2 separate regions of the Sus scrofa genome follow, and region 1 is linked to region 2. Evidence: chromatin contacts called from public HiChIP or PLAC-seq data. All regions are on one chromosome and are shown on one strand. The core of a region is the stretch at or near the end of the contact, and the rest is flanking DNA. Distances in the headings are between cores, read along the strand shown.

What was found. HiChIP or PLAC-seq counts read pairs in DNA pulled down with a chosen protein or histone mark.
Region 1: a contact with region 2 is called in an H3K27ac HiChIP or PLAC-seq map of skeletal muscle. The contact joins two enhancer-like sites. A contact is called at or near these places in 1 of 47 Hi-C or Micro-C datasets (liver) and 1 of 2 datasets of contacts at active chromatin or transcription factors (skeletal muscle).

The regions. Positions count from the first base shown.
Region 1 is chr16:23,982,012-23,987,848 of Sscrofa11.1, forward strand. All of the region lies in intron 3 of LOC106506470 (a long non-coding RNA gene), which reads right to left. Among named protein-coding and RNA genes, the nearest start is that of OSMR, 56 kb to the right of the region's middle. Within about 2 kb of position 3,655, at least 11 of the 83 cell types and tissues checked have an H3K27ac peak or open chromatin away from gene starts, as enhancers often do. A contact at or near this core is called in skeletal muscle, where this site is marked.
Region 2 is chr16:23,841,136-23,846,496 of Sscrofa11.1, forward strand. LOC106506470 (a long non-coding RNA gene) reads right to left here. Exons shown (of 6, transcript XR_002339806.1): 5 at 4,637-4,951. Among named protein-coding and RNA genes, the nearest start is that of OSMR, 200 kb to the right of the region's middle. Within about 2 kb of position 3,141, at least 9 of the 83 cell types and tissues checked have an H3K27ac peak or open chromatin away from gene starts, as enhancers often do. A contact at or near this core is called in skeletal muscle, where this site is marked.

The sequences.
Region 1 (5,837 bases), core at 2,405-4,904, 140 kb after region 2:
AAAAATCAGCACATAGAAGATCTGAAAAAACAGTACCAACCACATAAATATATAAAGGAAAGGAGACTTGTTAGCCTTGGAACATTCTTTCCTGCTTTCTGCAATTTTTCTGATGTCCTCAATTATAGTTTTGGTCTTTCTTCTGATATGCAACATATTTACCCTATTTCCCCCTTAAATTTGTGGTTGCAAATGTTTTTAATTTGCTTTTTTTAAAAAAAAAATCTTTCATCTCACATCATTTATGTAGCATTTCTTTTTACTCTTCCTTTTGGTCCATCATTTTAAAAGTGCTCTCATCAACATTTATCTTCCATACATTTCTCTGTTTTGTTCTGTTTTTGTTTTTTAGGGCTGCACCCATGGCATATGGAAGTTTCCAGGCTAGGGGTTGAATCTGAGCTACAGATGCCAGGGTATGTCACAGCCACAGCAATGCCAGATCTGAGCCGCATCTGCAACTTATACTACAGTTCATGGCAATACTGGATCCTTTAACCCACTGAGTGAGGCCAGGGATCAATCTCACATCCTCACAGATTCTAGTTGGGTTTGTTATCTCTGAGCCACAACGGGAACAACTCCTGTTCTGTTTTAAATTTAAACTTCCTTTTATAGATTTCGGGTTTCCTTAAAATAATAACTGCAAACACTTCCAAATGCTCTAGATATATTGTCTTTTAATCATTTACCCCACCCTTATGAAGTAAGTACTATTGTTATTACCATTTTATAGATGAGGACATTGGGGCACAGGGAAGTTAGGTAAGTTATCCCAGGTCACACAGCCAGTAAATGACAGAGCCAGATTCTAATCAGGCAGTTGAGTCCCAGCATCTGTGCTCTTAACTATTGGGCTATGAAGTCTGCTTCCCTAGATTGACAAATTAAATATTTTGGTTCCTATTTTATAATAACTTTTATTTCCTCTTTATCAAATTCCTCATTTTCAAAGGTTTTGCTCATTTTATGACATATTATTCTTCATCAAATTACTTCTTGTTAACTCTTTCACCATCATGAAAAAAATGTTCTTCCTAAGCCTCCTGCAGTAGACTGAAGAATGGCCCCTTAAAGACAGCCACATCCTGATACCTGGAGCTTGTGAATATTATTTTATATGATAAAGTCTTTGTAGATGTGATAAAGGATCTTCAGATGGAAGGTGATCCTTGATGATCTAAATGGGCCCTAAGTGTAATCACATGTATCCTGACAAGAGAAGCAGGGGCAGATCTGACACACACAGGGAGGGGGAAGCAATGTGAAGACAGAGCAGACGGAGATTTGGAGATGCTGGCCTTGAAGATGGCAGTGATGCAGCCACAAGCCAAAGAATATTGGCAACCACCAAAAGCTGAGAAAAGCAAGGAACAGATTCTTCTCTAGAGCTTCAAAAGGAAGCACAGCCCTGCTGATACCTTGACTTCTGCCTGTGATCCTGATTTCAGACTTCTAGGCTCCAGAATTGTGAGAAAATAAATTCCTGTAGTTTTTTGGTTTGTTTCTGGCTGTGCCTATGGCACATGGAACTTTCTGGGCCACTGCAGTGACAGCACTGGATTCTTAACCTGCTGCACCACAAGAGAATGCCTGCTGTTTTAAACCACCTAGTTTGCTACAGCAGCCACAAGAAACCAACACAACCTTTCTCTCGAATCCATTGTTAAAATCTTTTCCTTGCTGCCTCTTTAAGAGATAGGGAATTTTTTCTATCATTTTTTAAAATATTGAATATACACCAGCTATGTGCTAGGCTCTAGGAGTAAATACGTAAAAAAAGATTGTCTTTATTCTGAAAGTGTTGGGTAGGGTAATTTCAAACAAAATACAATAAAGTGTGTATTTTGAGACTGAGAAAGGCTATGAGATCACAGAGGAGCTGTATGAACTTGAGAAGTCCAAGGCCGGCTTCTTCAAGAAGGTGACATCTGGAGTTCCCATTGTGGCTCAGTGGTTAGCGAATCCGACTAAGAACCATGAGGTTGTGGGTTCGATCCCTGTCCTTGCTCATGGGGTTAAGGATCGGGCATTGCCGTGAGCTGTGGCGTAGGTTGCAGACGCAGCTCGGATCCTGTGTTGCTGTGGCTGTGGCGTAGGCTGGCGGCTACAGCTCCAAATGAATCCCTAGCCTGGGAACATCCATATGCCACAGGAGCAGCCCTAGAAAAGGCAAGAAGACCAAAAAAAAAAAAAAAAAAAAAAAAAAGAGGGTGACATCAAAGCTAAGTCTTGCACAGGAGGTAAGAGTGAGCCAGGCAAAGAGTGGTGTTCCAGGCAAAGGGAACAGTATGTGCAAAGACAATGGTTAGTTCACCTTTCAGGTCCTTTGCATCTGAAGACACTCTTTGCTCCCTTCTATTAACTCATGAGGCCCATAAAATGTTATCTCTTCTGTACCATGGGCTTGGAAGTGCTCTACACATGTTTACTGATAATTCAAAGGAGAAAGCATAATTTTAACGTAACCAATCTCTTTGATTTCTCTCCTCACAACTTTCCTCAGTTAAGTGTTGGAGATGGGAGTCCTAGTTCTCATTTCTGTTTCTCACATGCCCATTTTCATAAAATAGTGTCCCTCCAGTGCAAAAGACTCATGATAGAACGCACAGGACATACTAAACATGCGCATGTTTCCAGAAGTATAAAGTGTGGCCAAAACAGACGTCATTCTTACACTCAAAGTCTAAACATGCCTTCAGAAATTGGCTTTTAATTTGCAATATTCCCAAAGACCCAGGAAAGCCATGGGGTGATTTTTCTGCCTCTAATTAACCATCTCTAACATGGGCATGACCTCGCCATCCTGCTAGATCATTAACTCATTATGGGCACAAATTGATTCCCCCATCTCACTGCCATCTGCCCCCGGGTCTCTGGCCAGAAACTGCACGTAGAAAGTGAAGGAAAAAAAATGTGTATCAACAGCTGTGTTTTCTTTTTCTTTTTGTCTTGCATTTGTTGAGAGAGAGAGAGACTCATGTTCACATCCAGGTCTTGCATGGCTCTTAGCTCATGAGAGTCCTTTATTGATGTCCACTAAGTTATTTAAGGCATCTGGAGTTCCCACTGTGGCTCAGGGGTAATGAATCCAACTAGTATCCATGAGACTCAGGTCTGGTGTTGTAGGCCAGCAGCTGTGGCTCCAATTCGACCCCTGGCCTAAGAACGTCATAAGCCACAGGTATGCCCTAAAAATTAAAAAAAAAAAAAAAGAAAGAAAGGAAGAAATATTTAAGGCATTTGTTCACTGTCTTCATTCATATTGTTAAAATAATGTGATTTGTGTTGTATTTAAAATAGTAAGAATAATAAAAAAAAAATTGGACAATGTGCCTTGTGTGAGCTTTGAACTCACCAAATGACTGTGAAGGTCAGAGGAAGCAGGTTGATAATAATGAGATCAGGAATTAGAACATATTTTTAAACTTTCTTTCAGATTTGGCAGTCGGGGCAGGATACGGAAGTTCAGGAAATGGATGACTGTGCAGAGAAAATGGTGTCGTTTCAGAGTACAGCTGCATGTAGAGAGCTCACCCTCCTTTTCCTCCTCATTTTAACAAACATTTGGTTGGCTGAGTTCTCCAGCTTCCAGCTCTGCTTCAGAAGGTCTTTGTTGATCTTTGCAAGGACAATTAAGTGGCAGGAATGTGTAATATAGTGAAGCGCTGCCAAAACCAACAGCCCTCTTCAAACGTTATGTTGAAGTGGCCATTGTTGCTGGGGTTTCTGCAGGAGTCAGAAACCACTTGCTAATAGCTTAATTCCATTTCTCTGCAGACAAGATGATCCTATTGCAGAAGAGGGACCCTGTGGTCTGCTGGTTAGAGAAAAGTCCTGGGAGCCTGAACGGGCCCACAGTTTACAGCATAGCTGAGCAACTGACTCACTTTGGAGCCCAGGGTTCCATCCCTTAACCTCACGGGGCTTGTTGTCCATCCAGCTGGAAAATTCAGTAAGATGTGAGGCTGGACTGAAAATCATTTGTGGTGCAGCTGATTTGCTGGACCACAGGGCACAGTTTGAGACTGCTGGGCCTGAGTAACAGCCCTGTGAGCAGTGATTGGTAAAGGTATACCTCGCAAGAAGCAACCCAAGAGCAGACTGGTGAGAATATCCTATAAAAGAGAGTGAGGCCCTCTCTGCAGAATCAGAGGATGAATGTTTCTAGTCTCTGTCCCCATCTGGCCTCAGTCAATAATCAGATTTCTCTAAAATGGATTTTTTTTCTTGCTTTTTTTTTAGGGCCACACCTTTGGCATATGGGAGGCTCCCAGGCTAGAGGTCCAACCAGAGCTACAGCTGCCGGCCTACACCACAGCCACAGCAATGCAGGATCCAAGCCGCATCTGCGACCTACACCACAACAGCTCATGGCAACGCCAGACCCTTAACCCCCTGAGCAAGGCCAGGGATCGAACCCGCAACCTCATGGTTCCTAGTCAGATTTGTTTCCACTGAGCCACAACGGGAACTCCTAAAATGGATTTAAAAAGATCTTAGCTGTATCTAGATCCCCGACTCACTGGCACAGGGTGACTGTGCCTAGCAGGGCAAGCATTCTGTAAGGCCCCTTGTGTTCCCTGCTCCAGGGATCTGCAGAGTCTGTGGGGACTTAGATCAGCTATGCTGGATGGGAATGAACCGGAGGGAGCTGGGGAGCAAGCCCTTCCCCGGGTCTCCAAAGGAGAGAGAGTTTACATGAAATATATGCACTTGACTGGAAAGATAATTGATTGAAAATTGGCAAGTTAAGCTAACAGGGAAAACAATTGGAGGAAAGGAATGTTTATCTCAGGAAATTGACATTTGGTATTGCCTTTGGGTTTCTGAAAGGCATGAAACGTATCCCAGGAACGATGGCTTCGGATCTGAGAACTGACAAAATTTGGGGAGTGCAGGACTGGCCACACTCCCCAAATCAGGTGAGACTTCTGATAAAACCTACAAAAGTCTAGATTGGAAATAGGTAGTTTATGCTCAACCACAAGGGAGTTTCCAAACTGCCTGAGAACCTGATAAACTGTGCTTGAATTGACCCTTTTATTCCCAAGGCTCATAATAGTTGGTTTGTGTTGAAAACACCTTTTAGCTAGGCCAGTCCTAAGCAAGTCAAAGGTGAATTGCTTTGGCTAAACCATTAGGAGAGGAGCAGAAGTAACAAGACATACTTGGCGGTTGTCTGAACTCACTGTTCACACATCCACGTACAGCCGCTGATAGAGTTGAACAGATTTATCCCTTCATCCTATCGTGGATCAAAACTGTCTTCTCTACAAAAGTGGCTGAAAAGACACTGAGATCCCATGTAAAGTCTGTCCTCTGCTTTGTGATTCTGGATGTGACTTTCAGGGCTTGGCTCAATGCTTGAGGCCTGTGCTGTCCTGTACAGGAGAAGTACTTGGTTCTGCCATTAACTCCCAAAAAGAACCAAGAGGAAAACACTGTTCTCACTGTGGGGTGACTGAGAAGAAGATAAATTCAGAGGGCAGAAGTGCTGACTCATAGTGTTTGGAGCCTAACTCACCTGAGTAGAGAGATTGGGGTGACAGAGGACTTCCTACGAAACAAGAAATGAAGATGCCTTCAGAACACTTGAGACAGAAACAAAAGTACATGTGAACAAACAGAAGACACTTCTTGTTTCGGAGAGAACAATTCAGCCCATAAAAATGTTATTTTCCCCCAATGTGTAAATTAAATGCATTCCCAGCACCAATACCAAAGAGTTGTTTTCAAAAGGAGCTACGCAAGTTGATGGGAAAATGAGAGAAACACAAAATAAGAAAAGTTACAAGGGAGGATTAAGGATATAAAAACATTATATAAAACAGTAA
Region 2 (5,361 bases), core at 1,891-4,390:
CTTCCTTTTCTTCTATTTATTTTATTTTATTTTTTCCAGAGTTTTCCACAAGTGGGTTCATTCGCAAAGAGAAAGCCAGGTTTGGGCTACAACACCTTCACAAAACAGAAGCCTTTGAAAACGCGGGCCCAGATCAAGGCACAGACCCCTTCCCCTTTTCCTGACCCCATCCCTACATTCGTCCCTGTAATTTGTTCGGCTTGATGCTACCCTGAGTGTCCAGGCGGTTGGGACCCACAGCCCCTTTGGGATGAGAAGGGAAGGCATCCTTCCTCTCTCCTCCTCTCAGAGGCTCTGAGGTGGCTGGCCCTCTGCCTGGCTCTGCCAGAAAGTGGCATGACCACCAGGGCGACTGTGGTCAGCACAGGAAGAAAATCTCGGGTATTCACAGCTAAACGATGGTTTGAGCAATGCTGGCGACTGAGGGCTGGCTGGGCAAAGGAGCCAGAATAGCAGCAGAAATGCACTCTTTGACTCTGCTTCCCCCCTGAAACTGCCTCTAAAAGAACCAGAGAAAGAAACCTAACGTTCATGGCTGGGCTTGGCACCGTGGCAGCCCTGTGGTGAGTGCCAGGGCAGGCTCAGCAGGGGTTTCCTTTAGGGTCTAGAGTGTAACATGAGGATGCTCAAGGCCCTCTCCACAACATGGGAGGAGCCTTCTTTGACCCTAAGAAAGATCCCTGGAGCTCAAGATTTTCCAGTCCAGTTCAAAATCCCAGATGCCTTTTCCATCGGAGACACGGTTCCCATTATTTCTGAGCTCTGGTCATATCAGCTTGTGCTGCAGAGACCCTGAGATCTTCATTACCAAGCTGAGTAAGGAATCTGCCTGCATTCATTGGAGTTGTTTTTCCCCAATTGCTTCTTTTCACAGTGGAACAGAGGTAGGGCTTGTGTCTGCCATGGTACAGGTGTCTGGCCTCTGCATAACTAAACTTCTTCCATCCTAAATCACTGCCTTACATCGGCCCCAAAGATCTGGGAAATGGATGGGAAGTTCCCCCTTTCTGTTCCATCCTTTCTTTAAAACAAAGAGGCCCGGACATGGACATATCTGTAGCAGAAGCTTGCACACTGGGATAGGGTCATATTCTCCATGCTCCTAAGTTATTTTTATTCACTTAAGAGAATCAGAAAAAGCACAGGAGGCCCTCAGGACATGCAGATAAAACGTGACAGCTGAAACTGGCATCTTCGGGAGCAGCTCAAGGAGGCTGGCACCCGCTAGGCAGAGCATTTCAAAGGAGCTGGGAGGCTGCTGTCGCCAAACTGAGGACCATCTGGGGAGGGTGGTTTGAAAGAAACAAGCCCTCTCTCCTTAGAACCAAGTTTTGCACACTGTCCTCCAGCGGAAGAGAAGAAGCGGGAATTCACTTATTCAAAGGGCCTTCGGTGTGATGCTCATTTTGTTTTTTCTTCTGTAAAGACCAATGTTTAAAGAGAATCCTTTGGCAGGCTGATTGCAGTCTTGTTTGTACCAGAGCAAAAGAACTCTTGGTTATAAATATGCAAAGCATAATGAAAAGATTACGGCTCAGTGGCCGGGGTGCAAATTGGCCTGGGTTGTTTACTGCTTGAGGAATGCCTTCCCTCCCAGTGCAATCCCACACACAGAGGAGAATCCACGGAGACAAATAACTTTTTATGTCCCACGTCTCTGCCTCCCAGAGCTTGTGACACTGTGCCCTGACCACGTGGAAGTGAGGATGCACACCTGGGCAGGATGGGCATGGTGCCGGGGGGGCAGTGAAGGAAGTGGGCTCCCTGATCCAGGACCGGCCAGTCTGTTGGGGGCCTCGTCCAGTTCTGAGCAATTCTGGGTTATACCCAGACGGTTGGTATTGGACTAAGCATGAACGTCAGTCAGCTTCAGTGATCTCTGAGAGATAAGAGGAGGTCATGCTGAATCTTCCCAGGGTCCATGCCCACTGGATGTGCATCCTTAAGTCCAGGCTAAATCTCTCCTAGGAGAGGGTGATTAAGTCTTGGGTTAGGGGAGTTCCCCTTGTGGCTCAGCAGGTTTAAGAACCCAATTAGTATCCATGAGGATGTAGGTTCCACCCCTGTCCCCGCTCAGTGGGCTAAGGATCTGGTGTTTCCGTGGCTGTGGTGTAGGCCTCAGCTGCAGTTCCAATTTGACCCTGGCCCAGGAATTTCCATATGCAGCAGGTGCAGCCTTCAAAAAAGAAAAAGAAAAAAAAAAAAAATCCCAGGCTTGGAATCCTGGCTTTGCCATTTCTGAGCTCTGGGTCCTTGGGCAAGTGACTTAGCCTCTTTCCCCACACCAGCTTTCTCTGTCCTGTGATGCCGAAATGAGCCAAGGCACACAAAGCTTCATGCCTGGGCCATGGCAGGTGCTTAGTCCACGGAGGCCATTGCTAGAGAGATATGAATGGCTGTTCACTGCTCCATCTGTCGGTCCATGGCTTCCCAGGCACCTGAGTTAACTTAAAATCTCTTTCCTGCCTTTGCTCTGCCAAAGCCACTGGTTTCAATCTCTCATTGGCCTGGGCCTGCTATTACCTGCTGCCATTCTTATGCCAAATCTTAGTGTTCACCACCCTGTCTTCATGGGGAGCTTAGTATGTTAATCCTTCTCCTGCCTTGTCACTTTCAAGAAAATAACATCATATGCACTGAAATGAAGCAGAAGAGTTTCAATTCAGAGTTATGTTTTAAACCTTTGCACACCAGCTCCCAGGTGTTTCCTCATCCACATCAATGAAACAATTTGCACATGGATGCTTAGCTTGTTTCTATAAAAACCAGGTTGAGAATTGAGTCTCCTAACCAGGAAAGCGATAAAGTGAAAATCATTCTCTCAGGGCACTGGCAGTAAACAGTGGCACACCACTTGAGCTGAATAACACAAAGGCTTGATGGAGGAATTATTGACTACCAAGATCTGAGCAGAGTGTAGGGATCCTGCAAGGGATAATGTGATCCCCCAGAGCAAGGAACAGTGGGGATGGTTAGCACCCCTAAGCCAAATGGGGCCAGGAGAGGGCGCTGTTACTAGGATGTGGAGTCACAGAGCTATGCAGAGGGGGCTGTCGGACAGGAGCTGTGACCCCCCCCACACACTGAGGGATGCACCCAGCCTTGGCCGCCTCACCAGAAGCGAGAAGGCACAGCCGTGACCCGGGCTTCAGGCTCTGGTGGCTTCAAATTTCCTGCCCACGCACAGCTTACCTCTGGCTGACTCCACCCAGCAGCTGGAAGGAATGAGCCTCATGTGTAATTCCTGCTGGTCAGCTTCCCCCCCACCCTCCCCCCCTGCCCCCCAGGGGGCAGAGAGCAGGGTGGAGAAGAGTGCATTAGGCAAACAGAAGACAAGAACCTTGGCGAGGTGGGAGGAGTCAGAATACACAAAAGAATTGTACTGATCTCGGGAAGCATAAAAGCTGGATAACCTTATCCTCACCCTCTCCTGCTGCAGCTGCATTGTGCAGCTACCTACAAGCGACCAACTCCTACGAATTTCTTTTTCTCTCTCTCTCTAGCAAAACATCCAATTCCCATGGAACCATTTCTTTTTTTTAAAGAGGCTACAAGTTGTTTAGTAATATATTATGAAATGTACAATGATAAATAATTAACTAGAGTAATCACAACAAATGAAACATTGTATGGCAATCATAGCACTAAGATTTGCAGCAAGAGCCTTACTAGAATGTTTTTCCATGTTGTTCATCTCCCTCTAGAAAGCCAAGGCATGTAAAGTACTTCTCCCCCCACTGCCTTACTCTTCTCAGTGCCTAACCAGGAAGGAAGGAGACTCCATGCTTTCAGCCTCTTAGTGATTTCAGGACATCTCAGTTACTTTCTCCTTGTGGTCAGCATCAAAGTCAATCAGCCTCACTCTCACTGACACTGGCATTTTCCTCCTTCTTGCCCCCATTAAAACATTTGTCTTATGTCCCATGCCTTAAAGACCACCTTCTTCTTCTTCTTCTTTTTTTTTTTGTTGTTGTCTTTTTGCCTTTTCTAAGGCCGCTCCAGCGGTATAAGGAGGTTCCCAGGCTAGGGGTCTAATTGGAGCTGTAGCCGCTGGCCTACACCAGAGCCACAGCAACTCGGGATCCAAGCCTCGTCTGTGACCTACACCACAGCTCACGGCAACACCGGATCCTTAACCCACTGAGCAAGGCCAGGGATTGAACCTGCAACCTCATGGTTCCTAGTCGGATTCGTTAACCACTGAGCCACGACGGGAACTCCAAATAACACCTTCTTCTAGAAAACTACTAATCTAACTTGTACACAAGATTTTAGGTCCAACAGGGCTTTCTGTAATTTTTTTTTTTTTTTTTTTTTTTACAGCTGGCACTTGAGGTGTATGGAAATTCCTGGGCTACGGATTGAATTGGAGCTGCAGCTGCTGGCCAACACTGGATCAGAGCTGCACCTGTGAGCTAAACCGGCTTGGGGCAACGCCAGATCCTTAACCCACTAAGCCAGGCCAAGGATCGAACCTACATCCTTACAGAGGCAGTGCTGGTTCTTAACACCCTGAGCCACAAGAGGAACTCCTGCAATATCTTCTTTATTCAAACTTTCCCCCATCTTCCTACCTCAGAGCTTGTCATTTTTAGTTGTCTTGTCTCTGGGGTTAACATGAAGAGCAGGGACTTACCTCTGGTTTCATTTTTTCACTGTGTTGACTGAAGACTGAAATCCTTATATGGAAGATTTTCTTAGGTTTGGTTCCCTGGAGACAGATCCTGAGACAGAGTTGCATGCAGCAAGTTTATTGGGGAAGTGTCTTGGGAGATGCACCTATAAGGACCTGGGGAAGGCAGGAGTGGGGGAGGCAGTAGTTGGGCTATGATGCAGCTGCAGCAGAAGCTTCAGCCATTCCCTTGGAAGCTCTGGAGCTGGGACGGTCCTTGAGAGATGTCGGGACTACTTTGCATCCTTACATTGGCCCATCATTGGTTGCTAGCTGTCCCTGGGAGAGAAGATAACCTTAGCTGAAGTGGTTCTCTGTAGCCAAAGACAATTCCTTGGTGAGACATGAAGCTCTGACCCGTCAGCAGCTAACAGTCCTAACACCTGGGGCATGAGTACACCATTCCAGAAGACAGGACCTTAACAGAGCCCCTCAGCATCCTCTCTGGTTCGCTCAGATCCGCTGGGATCTAAGAGTCATTTTGTCTTATCTGGAAATAGCGTCTCCAGGGTTCTGGATGGTCTTATTTCTTGTGAAAGCTTAGAAGCACCAATGGGATGCATAATAGCCCGACAGTTGCAGTTGAACTTAAATGTTCATAATTGACACTTGTGGTCCTTATCCTCTACCACGCACCCTAGGTGTCTCTCACCCTCAGCCATCATGTATACTTGTCCAGGGAGATTACC